Linked DNA regions of Triticum aestivum: regions 2 and 3 are each linked to region 1. A link is a contact called in public Hi-C data. All regions are on one chromosome and are shown on one strand. The core of a region is the stretch at or near the end of the contact, and the rest is flanking DNA. Distances in the headings are between cores, read along the strand shown. Region 1 holds the start of LOC123187324 (symplekin). Region 2 holds the start of LOC123187328. Region 3 holds the start of LOC123187331.

Region 1 (2,884 bases), core at 109-2,608:
CCCTTCTGTTTTTTAAATACATGTCAACTTTTTGTAACACATCTCAAATATCTTTCGTGTATAGGTGAACATTTTTAGATGCATGTTGAACAGTTTTCAAATTCATGTTGAATATTTATTCAAATACATGTCACACACTTGTAAAATGCACATTTGAACATTTTTTAATACACAGTGAACATTTTTCAAGAATGGCATTAACATTTTTGTAAAACAAGCAAACCATTTAGTTAGTATTTATGAAATTCTTTTCAAATGAGAAAAACATTTTTTATATGCTATGTATATTTTTTAAAAATTGCACGAACAGAATTTTACATTTCATGAACATTTTCTAAAATATCATGAACATATTTTTAAACGTTCGAACATTTTTGATATATCATGCATAATTATTTGAATGTCACAAATATTTTTAGTCAATTATGTGAGAAATTTTTATATTTTCATGAGCATTTCTTAAACATCTAAACATTTTTGTAAATGTTGTGAAAATTTTGTTCAAAGGATATGAATATTCTTCTTATGCCATGAATATTTTAAAGAAAATTGGAGGAACAAACGGGAGCATATCATACGGAAACCAACATTCGATGAAAATCGGTGAAAACTATGAGAAATAGATGTTTTGAAGTTTTAAATTTTTTTGAAGAAAATGTGGGATGTCAAGAGGATGATGTTTTATTAGCACACAAAATTTCAAGTTGAAACACATTGCGAGATGTGAGCTATGAAAAAGACAAAATCAGCATTGAATAGTCCAAAATAGTAATGTCACTATTCAGGGCTGAATTTGTCTTTTTCATAGCTCACATCTCGTAATGTTTTTCAACTTGAAATTTTGTGTAGCAATAAAACATCACCTTCTTAACATCGCACATTTTTTTCAGATTTTTTTGAAACTTTAAAATATGGTTTTCATGAATTTTTCATTAAATATTGGTTTCCTATGCTATTCAACGCTGATTTAGTCTTTTTCATAGCTCACATCTCGTAATGTGTTTCAACTAGAAATTTTGTGTGGCAATAAAACATCATACTCTTAACATCCCACATTTTTTTTAAACTTCAAAACATCTTTTTCTCGTGATTTTTACCGGTTTTCACCAAATGTTGGTTTCCGTATGATATTCTGCCTCAAACTATTGCTGCACTACCGTGAGCGGCCTAGCTGTAGGCTAGACCGACATACTCAAATCGCAGGTTTCTCTCTCAAGAAAAAACAAAACTCAAATCGTAGTAGGCAATCACGGTTCAGTCCGCAAAAGCCAGAGTTCATTCTTGTCGCTGCTCGGCCCATCACACTTAACAGGCCTGCTTACGCCCCGATTGGACACTTAAAGGCACCAAAAGGGCCGAGCCATTAATTTAAGCAAGAAACAGGAAAAAGGTTTTAAGTGGGGGAGAAACCACTACTCCCAGGACGCGCGTCGCCGGGGATCGCCGGAGCTAGGGTTCCGTCCGACCGTCCGATGGCGGTGGCCCTCCCGCCGGCCTTCCCTCCGCACGGCCTTCCCCAGCTGGACGCTTCTGCCGGGGACATGGGCCCGCGCCTCCTGCAGGTGCGCGGGCTCCGCCGGCTGCCGCTCCACGAGCTCGTCCCCCGCCTCGCCGAGCTCCGCGCCGACGAGGCCGGCCCCGTGCGCAAGGTCGTCGTCGAGTGAGTGCTCCCGCTCCTCTTATTCGGCCATTCCGTCGGGGCACTTCAGTGCTCTGTCCCGCTAGTCAGTTTCGTCTGCAACTTAACCTTGCAGCCTCCTGCCAATTCGGTTCGAGATAACTTAAATTGATAGTGAATTCATCAACAAAAGTAGCAGTAAAGTTAACCAAATGTGTAGTTTCTGTTATAAATGTTCTGGAGTTCTATACGTTGCAGTGGCCAATTACTCAAATGTGCAATTTATACTAGTACCAAATGCTAAGGTTTCATGTGGTGAAATGGCAGCTGAATGCTTTCTCTCATGATATCATCTGATATTGTTTTCGCCACGCACTGAAATATGCTCATATCTTGGCTTATGTTTTAATTCAACTCGTCCACCTGACATAGGATGATTGGTGAGATTGGGTCAAAGCACACTGTGTTTATACCTGACATGATGCCCTCTCTGCTGGATCTTTTGAACGATGAGACGCCGGCGGTTGCGAGACAGGCTGTTAAAACAGGAACAGACTTATTTGCCAAAGTACTGCAAGAGCTCGTTATCCAGGTAACTCTTAACAGCAGCACCTTTAAGAGTTGCCTGTGTGTGGACTTTGGCTCATGTTGCTGTTTGCCGGTTCTAAATCCAGGGTTTGTTCTCGAGTGGGGGGATTGACGAGTCACTCAAGTCATCATGGGAATGGATGCTCAAGCTTAAATCAGCGGTGTCGCTCATGGCATTTCAGGTAAGCCGCTATCCTCTTTTTGCATCCAGTTAATTGCATCATATCGGCTTACAGTTTCTTTCATTTGTGGCATTTCCATGTCAGCCTACCAGCAATGAAGGAGTCAGGATGCTGGCTGTTAAGTTTGTTGAAAAAACAGTTCTTATGCACACCCCGGATCCTAATATCACATCTGATCCACCAAACCAAGCTACAGAAGGTGGAACATGTGCTGTACTACTTTATACAAATGGCCTGTTTTAAAATTGGATTTACGACATGATAAATTGTCATCCCTTTGCAGATACGGGATTCAATATAGCATGGTTAAGGGGAGGTCACCCTTTGCTTAATGTTGGTGATCTAGCCATGGAAGCCAGCCAGAGCCTGGGACTGTTGCTAGAACAACTTAAGTCTCCTAAAATAAGATTACTCAGCACTTCAATGATCATTGTCTTTGTTACTAGGTTGGTCTCATCCATTTGTATTCCATTACTATTATTTTTGTGCATGTACG
Region 2 (2,932 bases), core at 384-2,883, 300 kb before region 1:
GTGATAAATTTGCTGGGGAAAGCGAATTCCGAGGCTTGGCGCTTTAAAATCAACAAAATCACTGTGTTTTTCAATCCCATTGACCAGGCGGTCTCTCTGACCGTTCATCCTAGAGAGGAACGTGCGTGCCTACCACTTTTTGAAATCGTCTGAACTGAAAACTGAAACTTAAGTTGAACAGTTTTGCTAGAACTCATCTAGATGAGATTTAATTTGGTCTCACTCACCTTTTATAGCCATTGGATGTGGTGCTACAAGATGCGTGTGTGCTGACGTGGGTTGTATCCGTTCTTGTTTTCCAGGTGAATGAGACCAAATTACGTCTCATCTAGATGAGTTCTAGGTACTCCCTAAGTTGAATGGTGGTGTACCGCGGGGTTCGGTGTCGGACCTGCTCCTGCATCAATGCAATGACATTTCTGCATCAATGTGGACTGCCATCCTTGAAACTGAAATCTTGTAATCTCGCAGTAAGGTAACACAATGAGCACACACTCGGCATCTGCGTGACCAGGAATAGCGCGTGGTGCCGGATGGTGCGCGACCTGGATAAACCGTTGGATCTCAACAGCAACTAGCCAGCACGCTTGGCGATTCGACGGCGGCACGAGCAACGCATGGTGCCGCATCACCAGAAAAAACGGATTCAGACGGCGGGACAGAGGCCGGTGGACGTATTTTCAGTTTTTCACGCACGTTCAGGGCAGTGTTCCATGGCTACAACGAAAGGGCAACTCTCTGGCGACGACGCCTTGCCGCTCCTCTCGCGAAATGTACACGTTCCTAGCTCCTCCTACCATTTCCGGTTCATTTAGATGGTACATCCTCGCACTCGGCGTGCCCGCTCGACGACGACTCTGTGATGCTCTGCAGCGCCGGGCGCCAGTGCCGGCTTCTGCCTCCCCCGCGGGCGGCCGCCATGCTCCGGTGGTGCCGGTCCTTCTCCGGCTGCTTCCGTTGCTGATGGTCGGCGGGCTGCCTCTGTTCTGTAGTGGCCGCGTTGTCGCCTCTCGGCCTCGGCGGCTGCCGGCGCCGGTGCAGCCGCGGCCGCTTCTGCTCGATCGCCTCGTCGCAACCGCGCGTCCTCTCCTGCCTCCTCGTCTGCACGGCCTTGGTCACCTCTGCACGCACGCGCCACGGTCGATCGATTGGTTAATCTCCATCTCCATGTAAGAAAGAGAGGGAACCGGACAGGACGCAAAAGAATCCAATCCAAGAACCGTTGGCGGATGCAGGGCACGAACCTTGGGAGGTGATTAGGCGGTAGACCTGGCCGAGGTGGAGCGTGTCCCTCGGCTTGAGGAGCTTCACCTTGGTTATCCTGGCATCTCCTCCTTCTCCGGCGACTGCTGGGTCTGGGTCAACGCCGCCGCCGGCAGAGACGTGATGGAGGAGGACGAGCGCGACGTAGTGGCCGGGGTTCCTGCGCATGACGTCCGCCGCGGTGGCCGGCCAGTGGAGGCGCTCCACCTTGCCGTCGCCCGGGTGCTGGATCACCACGGCCGCCGCGTCCGCCGCCTGGCAGTTCCCCATGTCCGTCGGTGTGAGTTCTCGCGTGCGGACTCTGGATTCTGATGAGACGAGAAGGACGGGGCGTGGTTGGGATTATATGGGGGAGCCGAGACGAGAGGGAGAGGAGTGTGATTAGCGAGGTGGTAAAGGAAGCCATTTTTAATCTGCTTGTGGACGTGCGATGTTGGCTGTTGCGAGGTGATAAAACGAAGGAGTCAACCAACGCTGGTTGATTAGTTAATTAGGGTTCGTAGAAAATTGGCCGGCCGGATGGATGGAACAGAGCATATGTAACCTCTTGTTGGGCAGGCATGTCGTGGGCGCGCCATATGCATGGTGACAATGCTCTGCAGGCCGCGGGCAGTTCTACCAACTGGACTGGACTATGAAAGAGTCGTCACATGTAAACTTATGAACCTTTTATAATAGATTTGTTCTACTAGTTCTTATGAACCTTTTATGATATATTTGTTCCCTTTTTTTTGCAAACCTTTTTTTTTTGCAAAAGAAGGAGATTCCCCGAATAACTCTTGTGTTTATAAATGCTCCACAACTGGCGAGAATTACTACTCCTCTATTCTATCTATAAATATATTGTATATTAGTTTTGTCCCGGTTCAAATTTTGTAACGTCTGACCAAGTTTACCAAAGAAAAAGAAAAACAACAACCAATAGCAAATCACTATTGTTAGATGCATCGTGGAATATATCTTTAGCACCTTATCTATTCCGTATTTTGGGTGTCAATATTCTTTAGCCGAACCTGGTTGGAGTAAACAAAATTTTGATTTCTGACAAAAAGGATGTGTTTTGAATGGCGAGAGTATTCACAAATGATCTCATGCACCATGCTCTCCTCACCATGTGGCGCCATGGCAGGCGAAGACACGGGGTACACGTGTGTGCCACCGCAACGTCAGGGCCGGAGTTGGGCCGTGGGCACCCAGGGCCCAGGCTCGAGGTGTGGGGATTTTTATTTACTCTTACCTATAAAGAGTGTGTATTTTCCTTACAATGGGTAGTATCGTAGACCGGTATTATGCGTCATATACTAGTTTACGATATTACCTCCCGAATGCATTATATTATAGCATAATATCATACTTCACCTCATTTGGTTTCTTGTACAATCCAAATACAAAGACGTGTCTCGGATCTATTTCTTATCAACATTTATCATTTAAATGTTGTAATATTATATCACATTACGATACTAGAATCTTTTCTCACATCCTTAGTTGCACGGATATATTATCCCTATTTTGCTTACGGGGGTAGTACATGATACTTTTATGATATTTGCACAACGGGAGACATAATACTTATGCTACCAAAGATTCTTCACATGTATTATATTTACTTTACCAAAAAGAACTTTTCATCCCGTTTGTAGGTTATTCGTGTTTGTACACACGAGCT
Region 3 (2,766 bases), core at 233-2,732, 360 kb before region 1:
GGGAATTTCTAGATCCGGCAGATACTACATGCTTCAGGTTCAATCCTACATCCAGATTCCACCTTGGAGCCAGCCAAATAGACGACTTGCTTCAGGAGTCCGGTCCCATCTGGATCCATTTCCGGATCATGTAAGGTCATTTCATGGAGATGTTAAATTATGGTTAACTGCATTTGCATGGGTAGAGTACCTAAAAGGACAAAGCACTGGGCCATCTGTGTCAGTGCTATATAGATATACTTATCTATAAGAAAAACTCGAAGACATACTCACTGAGGTGAGAACTTCCAATATGACGAAAATACAGGCGCATACCACAGGAAGCAGATGAAACTAGATATCTGCAGGCAAATTAAATTGCCACTCCATCATCATTACCATATCTCTCGGCAAAAACCTACTAAACCAATGCGTTCATTCATCATCACTAAGCACACCAATTTCCTATGGCATCCTCTCAGAACAAGCATTGTACAGCTACTGCAAAGATTGTGGTAAGAAAAATATTTGCAATCATATTCCTTCTTTCATTCCTTTCATTTACTTTGGCATAAAATTTAAATGCATGTATATGTGTAATTTCTAAACTATGAGATAGGCACACCTCAGTACCAACAGGATGTAAAGGGATTACGAGACTACAAGAGCACTCAAACAACCAGTGAAACATACAACCAACACTAACCGCAGCAACATTCAAACAATCAAAGCCAACAGAATGCAAAACTATGACAGTTGCATTGCGACAACCAGCACCATGTAGTCATGGATGACGGGTAACATCATAAATCTCGCCAATGCTGCTGTGTGCAGCTGCCCCCACAGCCCAAATAAACACTACATGTATCAATTTCGGAAATTACAGGGCACAAACTCACCGAGCACATTCCCGGAAAAAAGTGGGGAAAAAAACTCGCTGTTCACATAAACGAGATTAGAGGGACAAATATTGCAGGGCTAGATACAGTAAAGTAGGGTTTGGGGCCGCGTGGTTCGGGAGAGGCGGCGGCCTGAGAGGAGGAAAGGGTTTGTGGGAGGAACCCGGGAGGGGCTGCCGGAGGGGACGCAATGGATGCTACATCTTCTGCTCCTACCACGCCATTGGAACACTCGCCCATGCATAGGATTGGAATTCGATCAGCACAGGAAGAAGAAACTAATCTCAAATCTAGTTGCATCCATTCATCCATCCATCCATCCATCCATCTAGGAGACAGAGCAGAGAGGAAACATGCATCCAGTTCGTCCATTCATACATCCATCCATCTAGGAGACAGAGTAGAGCGGCGACAGAGAGGAGAGAGCTCACCTGAGGCGACGTCGGGCGCCGAGGCCAGTGGACGGGGGCGGAGTCGGGCGAGGCGTGCGTCGAGGCCAGCGGCCGGGGCGGGCTGTCGGGCGACGCGGCGGCGCGAGCCCTAGTGTGGGGGAGTTGGGGGATCGAGCAACAGAGAGGACGACTCGTCTGGTGCGGGCGGCCACTAGTGGCAGTTTCTTGGTAATTTGCCCCTCAAATTGGGGTACTACCATAGCTGGCCAAACGGGCCGGCCCGGCCTGGCCCGGCGAGGCCCATCCTAATCGTGCCTGGCACGGCCCGGCCCGCCGAGACATGATTATTATACGGGCCGTGCCAGCCCGCGTGCTGCAGCCTCCAGCCTAAGCACGACCCATATGCTAATTGGGCCGGCCCACCAGCACGCTAGGCCCGCTAATCTGACTCCTTTTTTGCGCACTGTACTTTTTTAAGCCTAGTTTTACTTGTTGGGCCACATTAGGATACATAAAAAATAAAAAATAAAAGATAATCGGGTCGTGTCGTGTCGGCCCGCGTGCTCGGCCTTCATGCCCAGGCACGTCCCTGGCGTGCCGCATGCCGGGCCTGGCCCGTTTAGCACGTGTTGTGTCATGCCAGGCCCGTGCCGTGTCGGCCGTGCTACCGGGCCGGCCCAATTATCCCGGCTCGTTTGGCCACCTATAGGTACTACCTTAAATCGAAGGGCACTATTAGGCGTCGGCGCGCCGGGCGAAAGTTTCGGCCGGTCGCCCCCCTCCTCCTCCCCCGTCGTTGATATCTCGAATCATTTACCTACCTCTCTTAACGCTTGGTCAACGGCTGGATAAAACACCATGACTCGCTCGCCTCTGCCAAGATAGCCGCGAGTGCGTCCAATGTGAGCGAGGCGCGGTAGCAGCCTTGCGTCGTCGTCTCACTGCAGCATCGTCGTTCAAGGGAAGCATGCCGGCACGATAGTTGCAGCTGGGTGCAGAGCATGCCGGTTCCAGCTCGCCCCCCGCACATGTCGTAATACCCCCCCTCCCCTCGCCGGCTGCAGCTCCACCATGGGCGATTGCAGCTCGCAGCCAAGTCGGTTCCAGCATTTCGCCCAGCCGGTCGTAGCACGATGTAGTCATTCCAGCACCTTCCTCCTGCCGGTTGCAGCTCCTCTACGAAACACCACAAAAAAATCAGCAAGAAAAACCATGTTCATGGGTGGTAGCAAAAAACAGAAGTTGTCCCACCAAAAACACAACACCAGTTTTAGCAAAATGCATCGCTGCCGACCATCACAACAACAAAAAAACTCACCGGATCTAGCAAGATGTTTGGCCGGTTGTAGCAAAACAAAAGGCCGATGCAGCAAAACGGCTCGAATCGTCGTCCGGTTGTAGCACTGGTCATCTATGGATGCAGCTTTTCGCAGACTAGTTCCAACAAAAAAAATTGCTGGTTGCAGCTTTCCGCCCGGTCGGTTCCAGCAAAAAAA

The links. Hi-C and Micro-C count contacts between places; a contact is called where the count stands out from the background.
Region 2: a contact with region 1 is called in a Hi-C map of leaf, with 5 times the contacts expected there. The contact joins the promoter of LOC123187328 here to the promoter of LOC123187324 in region 1. A contact is called at or near these places in 3 of 5 Hi-C or Micro-C datasets (all in leaf) and 1 of 1 datasets of contacts at active chromatin or transcription factors (leaf).
Region 3: a Hi-C map of leaf shows a contact between it and region 1, with 4 times the contacts expected there. The contact joins the promoter of LOC123187331 here to the promoter of LOC123187324 in region 1. A contact is called at or near these places in 2 of 5 Hi-C or Micro-C datasets (both in leaf).

The regions. Positions count from the first base shown.
Region 1 is chr2A:43,176,557-43,179,440 of IWGSC CS RefSeq v2.1, reverse strand. It overlaps LOC123187324 (symplekin), which reads left to right and starts at 1,358. Exons shown (of 28, transcript XM_044599168.1): 1 at 1,358-1,660; 2 at 2,051-2,210; 3 at 2,293-2,388; 4 at 2,473-2,587; 5 at 2,672-2,834. The coding sequence starts at 1,473. LOC123187325 reads right to left here. Exons shown (of 2, transcript XM_044599169.1): 2 at 1,490-1,758.
Region 2 is chr2A:43,480,567-43,483,498 of IWGSC CS RefSeq v2.1, reverse strand. LOC123187328 reads right to left here and starts at 1,633. Exons shown (of 2, transcript XM_044599170.1): 1 at 1,245-1,633; 2 at 670-1,121. The coding sequence starts at 1,533. The coding sequence ends at 808.
Region 3 is chr2A:43,534,395-43,537,160 of IWGSC CS RefSeq v2.1, reverse strand. LOC123187331 reads right to left here and starts at 1,482. Exons shown (of 3, transcript XM_044599172.1): 1 at 1,310-1,482.